Linked DNA regions of Mus musculus: region 2 is linked to region 1. The links are chromatin contacts, called in public Hi-C maps. All regions are on one chromosome and are shown on one strand. Each heading gives the region's core, a stretch centred on a gene start, on an enhancer-like site or on the middle of the called end of the contact. The rest is flanking DNA. Distances are from core to core; before and after follow the strand shown.

Region 1 (6,363 bases), core at 2,003-4,502:
CTGGAGTGTAAAGACCTCACACCTGCCTTCTAAGAATATAGCTGACCTTAGATAGAGCTGACTTTGTCTCAGTTGTTTTATTGCCTAGTTCCTGCTAGTCTTTATGTTTGCATTCCTCTGTTTTGTGTAAGAGCCATTAAGCATCCAAGTAACCTCATTGTACCTTGACTGATGTGTCACCTAACTTCCCGATTTTCTTCCGTATTAAAAGTCTGGTGCTTGCTTTGAAAAATTACATTCCGATACAGCATACTCCCTTCTGTCTGTGTCTGTTTGTCACCTTTTCACCAACTCCTGCCCACCTGTATCGGGACCCTGATTTCTCCTGCGGATTGAGGGGCTGACTGAGGCCAGTCTGTAGCACTAACACCTTTTAAAAGATTATTGCACAAATCTGACAACCACAGGGTGATGCAATGTGAATCTACTTTAATTGATTTACTCTGGCAGTAATAAAAGATATTTTTTAAAGCAAGTGGGCATACATATAAATATTTATAGAATAAAGTCCTTCCCTTGGATTCAACATCAGGAAAATCTATTAATAACCATAAATGTACTAGAACAGGACATTATGACTATTTTAAAAGATGGTAAAAATTAATTTGATCAACTAAGCAAATTTTCATGCTAAAAAAGCTGGAAATGGGGTACTTAGTATGGTAATTGCTTAGAAGCAGTCAATTGTATAATGAAAAATGCATTCTACACCTCAAAATTCATGATAAAATTTAAATGGTATTGAATTTTACTTGGAATAGTATAGCAGTCTGTCACTAGGGCCATAGGACATGATGCTGAATGTCTGGTGAATGTGTTTTAAAGAAGAAGAGATGATTTAGATAGAAAAATCACATTTATAAAGTGAACAAGTCTGCACAGGTAACAGCAAGTACAGCAAACACATCACAATGCTAGCCCACTCTATGGATAGGAAATACACATAAGAACATGGCTCCTTTGGGCTAATTAGGATAATAATCCGCTGGAATTTTATTTTCAGTGCTCGAAATTAATCTCAGGGTCATATGCATTTTACCATTGACCATAGAGGATCAGACTATACAATATGTAATTTAAAGAAAGTTATGTTTAAATTTAGCAAGAAACATGAGGAATCTATGTAATAAAAGCCTGCAAAAACTTAAGTAACATGAACTAAGACTCATTGGGGAACATACCAGTCTCAAATATAAATCTATAAACATAACATTTTCCCAGAGAATATATCTCTAAACTGTAAATTTCTATAAATTTAACTCTAAAATTTTATTGAAATACAATCAATATCCAGAGTCTTTTAATGCATGTTGGCTAGTTTATTCTAAAATTTGTAAAAATGTATAAAAACCCAATTTTAGCTAACATAATTGAAATAAAATCAATAAGAAAAATGATGTTACAAATTTTATATGTACATACAGTCTGGTACATAGGTGCTCTAACTGATTGTCAATATTGTTCATTCATTTCTATGTATAATGTTTCATATAACTAAAGCTAAGATTTTTAGAAGCAAAAGAGAATAGTTCATGACCATTTTAAAAATGATACAGTAAGGTGGACTTCAGTATTATGTTGAATAGAGCTACTAACAACATTTTGTTCTTGATGTTACCACAACACTATTAAAGTTGTACCACAAATTTTTGTGTCAATTGTAAAAATTTAATGTCTGATGCAAGGTTACACAATTGTAATATTCTTAAATGCAACAAGAAATATCCTAAACTTTAAGGATTTTGATTATCAAGATACCACAGAAGTGAAGACAATGCACAAAGTGAAGGTATTTGTACATAAGGTACATTTATTTCTTCACATAGAAATTAATTAAAATATCCAAAATAAAATGAACTTAGATTGAAAGCAGTCATTTTTCCAGTAAGCCTAATAGCCAGAGGGATGTGAACAGGCGGATATCTTCAGGATGGAGGGGAACACATAACTTAAAGGAAATTCAATTTGATGACATTTTGGGGAAAACATTAAAAGACAGTTTTTATAATGATGAAGCAAACTAGTTGATGCAAAATAGATTGTATGTTTAGGAATTTCAAATCATAAATGTGTAGCAAACATGTTTGCATGGAAAATCAGAAAATATTTCACTTATTTAATATGCAAAGCCAGGAAGATAGGATTTTTAGGAAACTACATATTTTCAAAATCCTACTTTTAAAAGAGCAAGATATTTAAGAACACAATATACTGCTTAATGGTGATAGTGAAACAAGACTCTTTGCCTTAAGCTTTTGCAGCCATCACTAGGGTATTTTCTTTCATTATTTACATGTATATTTCAAATCTCTTTTATAATCCGGTAGTTTTTTAAAGGGAAGCCTTTACAATACTTTTCACAACATCACATCTGAAAGTTCTACCCCTTGAGTCAAGATTGCCTTGTTACCATGCAACAAAAACAAAACATAGAATCCTCTTGGTATGTGAGGCTGATGTAAGATGGAAACCCCAGATGCAGCCTCGCCTCTGCTGCAATTTTTTTTTTTTTTTTTTTTTTGCTTCTGACTTATTCTCTTTCTACTGTAATTGTACAATTACACAATTGTATTGTACAATTGTATTGATTCCTAGTATACTTGTGGAAGTTTAATATATCTGTCTGTCTACTTCTGACTTGCCAATAACTGTTTGATAAACTAAAACACGTTTTCAACTTTAAAACTTTGGAAATACCCAATGTATTATAAATCTGAGTAACATTTAAAAGGATTTTTTAAAAGTGAAAAACAAAACACATCTGGTCTCTATCAGAGAGTCTTGGCTTATCTTGAGAGGCAAAAGTGTAAAAGAACTTTCATTTCTCCTTGGAGCAATTAAGGGATACTGTCTGACTTAATGTAGTTTCCTCCACCATGACCCTGCAGTAGACTCCAGGACAAGCTAGGGGACTCGGAGCCTCTCCCCGAAAGCCCCGCCCGCTTAGGTCCGCCCAGAAGCCCCGCCTTCTCGGAGATTCAACCCCTGGAGCCACGCCCCGCGCTGTCCTTTAGGAGGCGGGACCTGGGAGGGGTAGCGGTGCGGCCGCAAGAGCTGTCAGCCCTGGTAGGATTCACGGTTCTTTCTCTTATCCGGTGGGTCCACGCGGAGGCAGGGTCCCAGACCCCGGTGAGCAATTGTGAGGCCCCGGAACTGAGACCCACAGGGACTCCGCAGCTAACCCCTGCGCGCTCGCCCGCCAGCCAATCGTGGGCCGCCTGCCTGCGACGCCCTTTGACCCCGGGCCTCTAGGAATCCAGTCGCGCTCAGCCCAGCAGCCCGGTTCCGCGCCGGTCCCCGCCGCTAGGTTAGTGTCCGCACCGCGCCTGAGCCCGTCCTTGTCTGCCTGGATGCCCGAGTTGGCCCTGAGGTGGTTCATCACCACTCGGTCCTGAGCCCCGAACCTGCGAGCGGAGGCCCCTGGCGGTCGCCCGGCCGTCTCCTAGCCCAGCTTACGACCCCGAAGGCCGCCAGGACAAGTGCGTCCTCCTCCGGGGTCTTTGTTCTGTTCTCCTTTAACTGGCCGGGCTCTGCCTTTTCCACTGTCCCTTCAGGGTGGCCGTCTCCTTTTCTGTCTGCGGAGGAACAAGTTGGCGAGGACCGGAGCTTAAAACTTTTGTTTTGTTGTTGTCAAAGACATAAACGGATAATATAGTGGGAGAAGTACTGAAAATGGCTTACAAGGAGGCTTTCGTGAGCGTTGTTGTGGGTCTGGAATGAGCTTAGAAAGACAAATGAGAGTGGTTGGTCTGATCGCATTGCAATGTGTGGGCTGCAGCTTGGAAGAAAAAAAAAATGCAGAACTACTGTAGGTTTTGGTGAAACTATTTCAGGTTAGTTACACTTACAAAGCTGCTGCTCTTATTCCTATAATAAGCAATGAGTTGAGTATGTGGTCAGAAAATAAACACAATGAGCTAGCTGCCTTCTCCTTAAGTGTGAGCTACAGCGGAAGGCGAGGGAACCATTGTTAAGTCACCTTCCACAGTGAAAAAATGTCATTGTAGTATGACTTCTCTACTTGAGGCCGCTCAGGGCAGGCTGGAGCCAGGAACCTAAGGTCCAGTACAGTGTTTTGCCTTTGTAGGGTGCTCAGCTGTTTACTAGCCCAAAATCTTGGAAAAAGTTCTCTGCTCAGTTTCATCACCTGTAACATGAAGTTCTGTTTCATAGACGGTTGTGAAGATAAAAATGGAAAATGAGATTATGCCGGACAGAACTTGTGTACAAAAGATTACCCACACTTTGACCTGAGCAAGATTCTGAAAGTTTTAGATGTGTGTTCTGAGCGTTAGCTGTATCTAACTGTAGGTACTTCCTCTAGCATAAAATTAGAAGAAAATAGCATCAACAGAATGAAATAAAACAGGAAGAATCTTTATAATTTAATTATAACTTTAAAATGGAATCTGCATTTTCCTGAGCTATATAATATGAGCAAATGCATTTAAAACAATCCACAACATTCGGCTTCAGGGTTATTTAGATCTCTTAGCTGCTTGAGGAGTATGTAGTACTATTCATTCGAAATCACTTGACTTTCACAACATAAAATTAGCATGGTTTCAGAAGAACTAGTTTTCTAACTCGGGGTAGTGCAAACTTCCCTTTGAGTGAGGACACATTGTTAGTAGTCAGTAGCCTGAGCTTCTTGCTTTAAGAAGCTACACACCTGCAGTTGACTGGAAGTTTGGTAGTTGTTTTTCTCACAAGGGACTTATGAAACCTCTTTCTTTAGTTAGAGCTAAGTAAAGTAGTTTCTTTGTCTGTCTCCTGCAAGAGCACTGCTTGTTTTATGCTTCAGGGGCAATGTGTTGTCACAAAATTTAAGATGCTCTATTGTTTAGATGGTCTTCAAAATTATTGAATCTTCATGAATTTTCTTTTACAGTGTTGTTTATACACCTCACACAAATCATAAATTTTCTTTTACAGTGTTGTTTATACACCTCACACAAATATGGTCTGCATATGTATAATAGAATATGTTACAGATATATTTGCTGAATACCTACCATTGTAAGAAAAAGGAGGGCCAAAACTTAAGTAAGCTGAATAATAATCAGAGGTATATAATATTTTTTGGGATCTAGTAGAGTATAAATACACTAGGGTGTATATATATATATATATATATACCCTATACACACACAATCACACACACACACACAATCACACACACATATATATATATATATATATATATATATATATATATATATGCTGTAGTATATATATATTCAAAAACTTGTACACAGATAAGTTGGTATAGTGTACAGTGTAAGAATTGCCAACATTAAAGAAGAGCAGGGTTGCTTCAATAGAGTTTTCTACTCAGGAGTCTTTAGGAGAGACGTGAGGAGAGAATCCAGACTTTTGCTTTGACTTGAACCTTGAATGGTATTTTAGAGAATAAGGCATATGCTGTATTTGTTTGTTTGTTTTCTGCAGGTTGGACTAAGGGTCAAACCTAGAACCCAAGGAATTGTTCATGCTACACATATGTTCTAACTACTGAATTACATGCTCAATCCCATATGCTGGATTGGTTGTATTTCATCTATCAATCAATTAATTGATAGGCAGAGCCACAATATGTATCCCTGGCTAGCCTGGAAGTTCCAGAGTGGCCTGGAAACTCAGAGATACTCTGTCTCACAGATTCTTGGATTAAAGTGTGTCATCACATACACCCTCCACCCCCTGCTAGTTCTGGATTATTTTCCTGATACCCATATTTTCCTCATGAATAATTGCTCATGGCTCATAACTACTTAGTAGTACATTGTCAGATGTGAAGTAAGCCTTCATCCTGACAGGAACCCTATGAGTGAGATAACTGGAGCAGATAAAAGAAATATAGAAATGTTAGGCTATACAAGGAAAAATAGAAATGTGGACTTCTTGTAACTATAGAGCTCAAGAAATGTTTAAATAATATTTTTTACTTATTTGAAAATTTCATGTGTATTTATATCTCAGTCTTACCTACCCACTACTCACCACTCCAACATTGTCCAGAATTTGGCCATCACATATCCCAACTTTATGTCCTCTACAATTAATGATTGATTTCTATTTACTGCTGCATGATAACTCATGGGTGTGGGGTCATCTCCTGTGGTATGAGCAACCTAAGGGTGGCCACATCCCCAAGGATATGTGACTCTCCCTCTCTGCAAGCAGTCATCAACTACTGGTAGTACTCAGCTGGATTTGGGGCCTTGAGAACACTGTTCCATGCTTATTCTTGTGTAGTTCGTCAAAGTTACTATGAGTTCATGTGTGCAGCAGCCTGGTCATGCTCAGGTCATTTCACAGCACCCCTTTCCACCTCCAGCTCTTAAGTTCCCACTGTTCTTC
Region 2 (6,158 bases), core at 2,159-4,658, 56 kb before region 1:
TTTTGAAAAGAAAAAAAAAACAAATATTTGCAAAATTATTTTTAGCATGACTTAAAAATGTCCTCTTTTGACTTGACAGAAAAGAATCCATAACTTAAAATGATTAAACAGGGGAGCATGGTAGTCAACTGTGCAGCCGTTTACCAGAGGAAGTGAAGTCCTCACTTCTGAAGTTTTCTGGGTCCTCCACTTCCCTAAAAGAAAGGTGAAGGCTGAGGAGACTCATAGCCATTCCAGAAAGAAGACAGGGGATATTTCCCGAGCTCTTGACTGATCTCTATTTGCATGGACCTGGCAGGATTGAGTAAAATGCTTGATCCTGAGAACACAGTGTTAGGGGAACAGAGATTTTCTTCACCCTCTCTAAGCACTGCCATTCTCAGGCTTTCTTTCATTTATGTTTGTTAGGATGTAATCTCAATCCTAACAAGGCCTGATTCTGTGCTGCCCAGGCTGTCCTCCAATTCTCCCAGTCCTCCGGCCTCAGCCCTCAAGTGCCGCAGCTACTTAGGACTAGATTTGTTCTTCAGAATGGTTCTCTGGGACTCCAGAGAACTGAATAACTCTACTAAAAAGTACAGTACAGAGCCAAATAGAGAATGCGCAACCAAAGAATTTCAAATGGCTGAGAAACACTTAAAGAAATGTTCAACATCCTTAGTCAGCAGGGAAATACAAATCAAAACGATCCTGAGATTCCAGCTCACACCAATCCGAATGGGTAAGATGCAGGTGACATCAGATGTTGGAGAGGATGTGGAGAAAGAGGAACACTGCTCCATTGCTGGTGGGATTGCAAGCTTGTACAACCACTTTGGCAATGAGTCTGGTGGTTCCTGAGAATATTGGAAATAGTTCTACCTAAAGACCCAGCTATACTGCTCCTGAGCATATACCCAAAAGACACTCCACTATATCACAAAAACACATGCTCCACTATGTCCACAGCAGCCTTGTTTATAACAGCCAGAAGCTGGAAAGAACCCAGATGTCTGTCAACAGAAGAATGGATACAGAAAATGTGGTCCATTTACACAATGGAGTACTATGAAGTGATTAAAATCAATGACTTCATGAAATCCACAGGCAAATGGATGGAACTAGAAAATATCATATGAGTGAGGTAACCCAGACACAAAAGAACACACACATATTATGTCCTCACTAAAATAAGTGCATACTAACCCCAAAATAATATCTCAATTTCATTAAGCTATTTTTATTTCACTTGTCAGGCTGAAACTCCTGCTCATCCACTGCACAAATTGGGAAAACATTTCTGCCGTCCTTCTGCCAAACCCATGCACAGAGAAAAAACTAGGCCAACATGTCATCCCTTCCCATCTCCTTGTTTCTGGCAGCCCACTCAAGTGTACCAGCCCAGAGGCTCAGTTTTTTTGTTTTTTGTTTTTTGTTTTTGTTTTTTTGTTCACTATATTTTGGAACTATTCCAGCTCCTAGCTGGCAAGTCATCATTCCTCCGCTAGGCTCTATAAAATCCCCTTATTGTAGCCTGATTGAGTGACTTCACTGACCTCCATCTATGAGATAAGTGACCTACCCAAAAACTGCCTTCTAAGAAACCTGCTTTTATCTATTTTATCTGGTCTAATCTGGCCTATATCTGTGTCACCAAGGGAGAGAAAATGACTACCACTGCTTTTGTGTTATTACTTGGGGGAGTTGGTATTTTTTCAGCTCTATTTATTGATTTTTTCCTATTAAAAATTATTATAAGAATATAGCTATCAAAATATAAGGGTAATAATCTCTCTAGAGAATAGGGTCAGAGAGAGAAAAAGAAATTTGGTGGGGTGATAATTTATACTATATGATTGTCGAATGTTTTCCTGGATTGGATTAAGTTGAAAATTATTAATATTCCAATTCCTTATTTTAAATCAAACCTTTCACATGAATAGCAATAATAACAGATTATCGCTGCTCTTTTTGTAATAACAAACACTTAACTTAAAATAAATTCATATTAATTGGTAGTCTCATTTAGTAAAGGCATTGATTTCCTGAGATTTATCTTTAATATTGACATCTATCCTAGTATTACATTTATATGTTTCACTAGTTAATGAATGTCTAAACTCATTACAAATGTTACAAAGGAATCACAAAATGTAACAACTGTATCCTGGTATGAAATACTTACTTTTTACACTTGTGCAAAAACAATTGAGAACATAGGTAAGCCAGAGATTTCTTTTTTCATACTGTACCACAACTTGTTCTAGCATGTAATTGATATATGCGCAAAGAGACACAGCTTGAATAGTGAATGTGTACAGAGAAAATACCGTGTGACAGAATCTGTCAGACCAGATTTTCTGCTAAAGGCAAGGTGAAAAGACGGCCTGGAAAGAAGATGCTGAATAAATACCAAGGCAAGAAAAATTGATCTTGCTGTTAAGAGGAATGAAAGAAAATTTATCAGCAGCATCATATGAAGTTGAATCTTAAGAGAAGCATGGAACTTCTAGGATGTAAAGTGTAGCTTCAGAAGCTTACTGACAGATCAGATCGTACTCACAGTTCATTTGCTAGAAAGAGTTGTTTGGGGACATGTCCAATATTTCTCTTTCGGGAAACCTCCAACCTGCTCTGTAGATGCTTCAGAAAGTAACAAATATCTGTGCTAACTGCTAGTGTCTGAGTAGAAGAAACATGGTCCTAACCGGCCTACCAGAAAATCTGTGGTTTTGTAGATGACTTCTTAATTTCAAGGATATTACACAAATTGTTTTCTCTTTCTTTTGAAATCAAGAGTGAGAACCTTTCGGTTTCCTAGCAGTTCAATGTAATTTCTGGATAGCATGATAAATTCTTTAAACTATTGATGCCACTGTTGTGTCCAGGTCATCACATGGGCCCCAGGAGAATTCTTAGAACTACTGATTCGATGTAGTGAAAGAAGAGAGTCTTTTATTTATTCGAGTCAGACTCGGTCACAAACCTTCACACTGCACAGGACAGGAATGCGACCCAATGTCCAGGGGTTTAGTGTTTTTTAATACAAGCATAATCAGGGATTCTTTGGATTTTAGGATGACAGGGGAAGGTGACAAGGGAAGTCATCTTTCAAACAAGATATCATTTGTTCAGGCAGGAGGCAGAATCATACAACTGGGAGAGGGGACTCTTCTGACCTGAGAAGTTACTTTATGGTACTATCAGGAACTAGTGTGTTTTTACAACTAGCCACAATTGTCTGGGAAAGCTTGATTACTGTCCTCTCATGGCCCAAATGTGGGACACTTATTTCTTCAAGGATGCTTGGTCTTAGCTCTTCCCAAGGACAGGCACCAGCTGCACTGGGAAGTGCTTAGCCATCTATCAGTGACAGTGGCAGCCTAGGTGACACAGGGATGGGGGAGGGAAGGTTGGCCTAGGCTGAGGGAGGTTGTTCCTTGTCTATTCTCAAGCTGCCATCTGTTCCTCCCAGGCAGGGGGTAGGGGTGAGTTTGCTAGGGGTGCCTCCATGAAATCTGGGATAGCAATATTCCAGTGCCAGATCAAGTCCTCTCTGAAAGGCCAGGAATGGGAGGAGGAGCCCTGTGTTAGCTGCTGGAAAGAACAGGGGCAGGAGGGGAAGTTCTGCAAGCAGGGAGAAAGTGCTGAGGCAGACTGAATGCTTCTCTTCAGTCACAATCAAGTAAATCTTCACCATGACTTGTAGCCTACAGTTTTTCTGACAGCTGTATTGTAAAAGGTACCAAAAATACACAATTGCAGTTTTCTCAAAAGATATTAAATGCCTATTGTTTAATTCTTTCAACATTTTATTTTTTGTTATCCTTACTTCTCTAAATGTGATAAATGCACACTTATAATTTTCCCCTTTATAACATATTTCTATGTTTGAACTATTTGAATTTAAAATTCAAAACCAGGGCCTTGAGAGAGGACTCAACAATTAAAAGCTCACACCATAATTACAAAGGGCCTGAGTTTGTTTCCAAGCACCCATATAATGCAGCTCACAGACTCCTATAAGATCAGTTTTTTTTTTATTTTTTACACACATTCAGCATTTACTCACATAGCCCTACACATGTATATATAAAAAAATCTTAAATGAATAAGTTTGATTCCTAAAAATGAAAAACTCTTATCAGAAATATCTATACAGAGAGAGAGAGAGAGAGAGAACCAAAATAAGGAATTTCATACTAGAAGTAGTTCATAAACAGCTTCATATTTTCAGTGCTAATGTAAATGCTGGCATTACTTTGGTAAATGTACTACAGAAATTGATATCAATCTACAGTTCTCTGGTTGTAATATGGATAATGCATTGAATGCACATAAGAATCTTTGATCATTAAATTAAAACTTTCTCCTTGATAGTTTCAAAATTTCCAAACTCAAGTGCACTGTGAGTCCTACAATTTTGACATAGTAACATTTATATTATGTTTAGAAGCATGTAAAATATTTAAAATTGTGTTTTATGCTTAAAAATTTTATATAATGATAATCCATTGTTTTACTATTTTTTAATTAGATATTTTCTTCATTTACATTAAAATGCTACCCCATTTCCTAGTTTCCTCTCGGAAAGTCCCCTACACCTTTCCCCCACCTGCTCCCCAACCAACCTACTTCTGCTTCCTGGCCCTGATATTCCCCTCTACTGGGGCATATAATCTTCCCAAGACAAAGGGCCTAATCTCCCATTGATGTCCAACTAGGTCAACCACTGCTACATTTGCAACTAGAGACACAAGCTCTGGGGGGTGGGGGGGTACTAGTTAGTTCATATTGTTGTTCCATCTATAGGGTTGCAGATCCCTTTAGCTTCTTGGGTACTTTCTCTAGCTCCTCCATTGGGGGACCCTGTGCTCCATTCAATAGATGACTGTGAGCATCCACTTGTATTTGCCAGGCACTGGCATAGTCTCACAAGAGATAGCTATATCAGTATCCTGTCAGCAAAATCTTGCTGGCATATGCAATACTGTCTGGGTTTGGTGGTTGTATATGGGAAGGATCCCCAGGTGGGGCAGTCTCTGGATGGTCCTTTTTTCTTTCTCAGCTCTGAACTTTGTCCCTGTAACTCCTTCCATGGGTATTTTATTCCCCATTCTAAGAAGGTAAGAAGTATCCACACTTTGGTCTTTCTCCTTCTTGAGTTTCATGTGTTTTGTGAATTGTATCTTGGGTATTTTAAGTTTCTGGGCTAATATCCACTTATCAGTGAGTGCATATCAAGTGAGTTCTTTTGTGATTGGGTTACCTCACTCAGGATGATATCCTCCAGATACATCCATTTGCCTAAGGATTTCATAAATTCTTTGTTTTTAATAGCTGAGTAGTATTCCATTGTGTAAATGTAGCACATTTTGTGTCTCCAAACTTCTGTTGAGGGACGTCTGGGTTCATTTCAGCTTCTGGCTATTATAAATAAGGCTGCTATGAACTTAGTGGAGCATGTGTCCTTATTACCAGGAGATGGTATTGCTGGATCTTCCTGAATTACTATGTCCAATTTTCTGAGGAACTGCCAGACTGATTTCCAGAGTGGTTGTACAAGCTTGCAATCCCACCAACAGTGGAGGAGTGTTCCTCTTTCTCCACATCCTCGCCAGCATCTGCTGTCACCTGAATTTTTTATCTTAGCCATTCTGACTTGTGTGAGGTAGAATCTCAGGGTTGTTTTGATTTGCATTTCCCTGATGATTAAGGATATTGAACATTTTTTTCAGGTGCTTCTCAGCCATTCAGTTTTCCTTAGTTGAGAATGCTTTGTTTAGCTCTGTACCCCATTTTTAAATAGGTTTATTTGCTTCTCTGTAGTCCAGCTTTTTGAGCTCTTTGTATATATTGGATATTAGTCCCCTATCAGATTTAGGATTGGTAAAGCAACTTTCCCAATCTGTTGGTGGCTTTTTTGTCTTATTGACAGTTTCTTTTATCATACAGAAGCTTTATAATTTTATGAGGTCCCATTTGTTGATTCTCAATCTTACAGCAAAAGCCAATGTGTTCTGTTCAGGAATTTTTCCCCTGTGCCCATATCTTCGAGGGTTTTCTCTACTTTCTCCTCTGTAAGTTTCAGTATCTCTGGTTTTATGTGTAGTTCCTTGATCCACTTAGACTTGAGCTTTGTACAGGGAGATAAGAATGGATCAATTCACATTCTTCTA

What was found. Hi-C and Micro-C count contacts between places; a contact is called where the count stands out from the background.
Region 2: a Hi-C map of cerebellum shows a contact between it and region 1, with 1.5 times the contacts expected there. The contact joins the enhancer-like site here to the promoter of Manea in region 1. A contact is called at or near these places in 2 of 484 Hi-C or Micro-C datasets (cerebellar granule neurons and cerebellum), 1 of 115 datasets of contacts at active chromatin or transcription factors (embryonic stem cells) and 2 of 9 other capture datasets (adipose tissue and liver).

The regions. Positions count from the first base shown.
Region 1 is chr4:26,343,541-26,349,903 of GRCm38.p6, reverse strand. Manea (mannosidase, endo-alpha) reads left to right here and starts at 3,252. Exons shown (of 5, transcript NM_172865.2): 1 at 3,252-3,307.
Region 2 is chr4:26,399,666-26,405,823 of GRCm38.p6, reverse strand. No RefSeq gene overlaps it. Among named protein-coding and RNA genes, the nearest start is that of Manea, 56 kb to the right of the region's middle. Within about 2 kb of position 3,408, at least 14 of the 459 cell types and tissues checked have an H3K27ac peak or open chromatin away from gene starts, as enhancers often do. A contact at or near this core is called in cerebellar granule neurons and cerebellum, where this site is marked.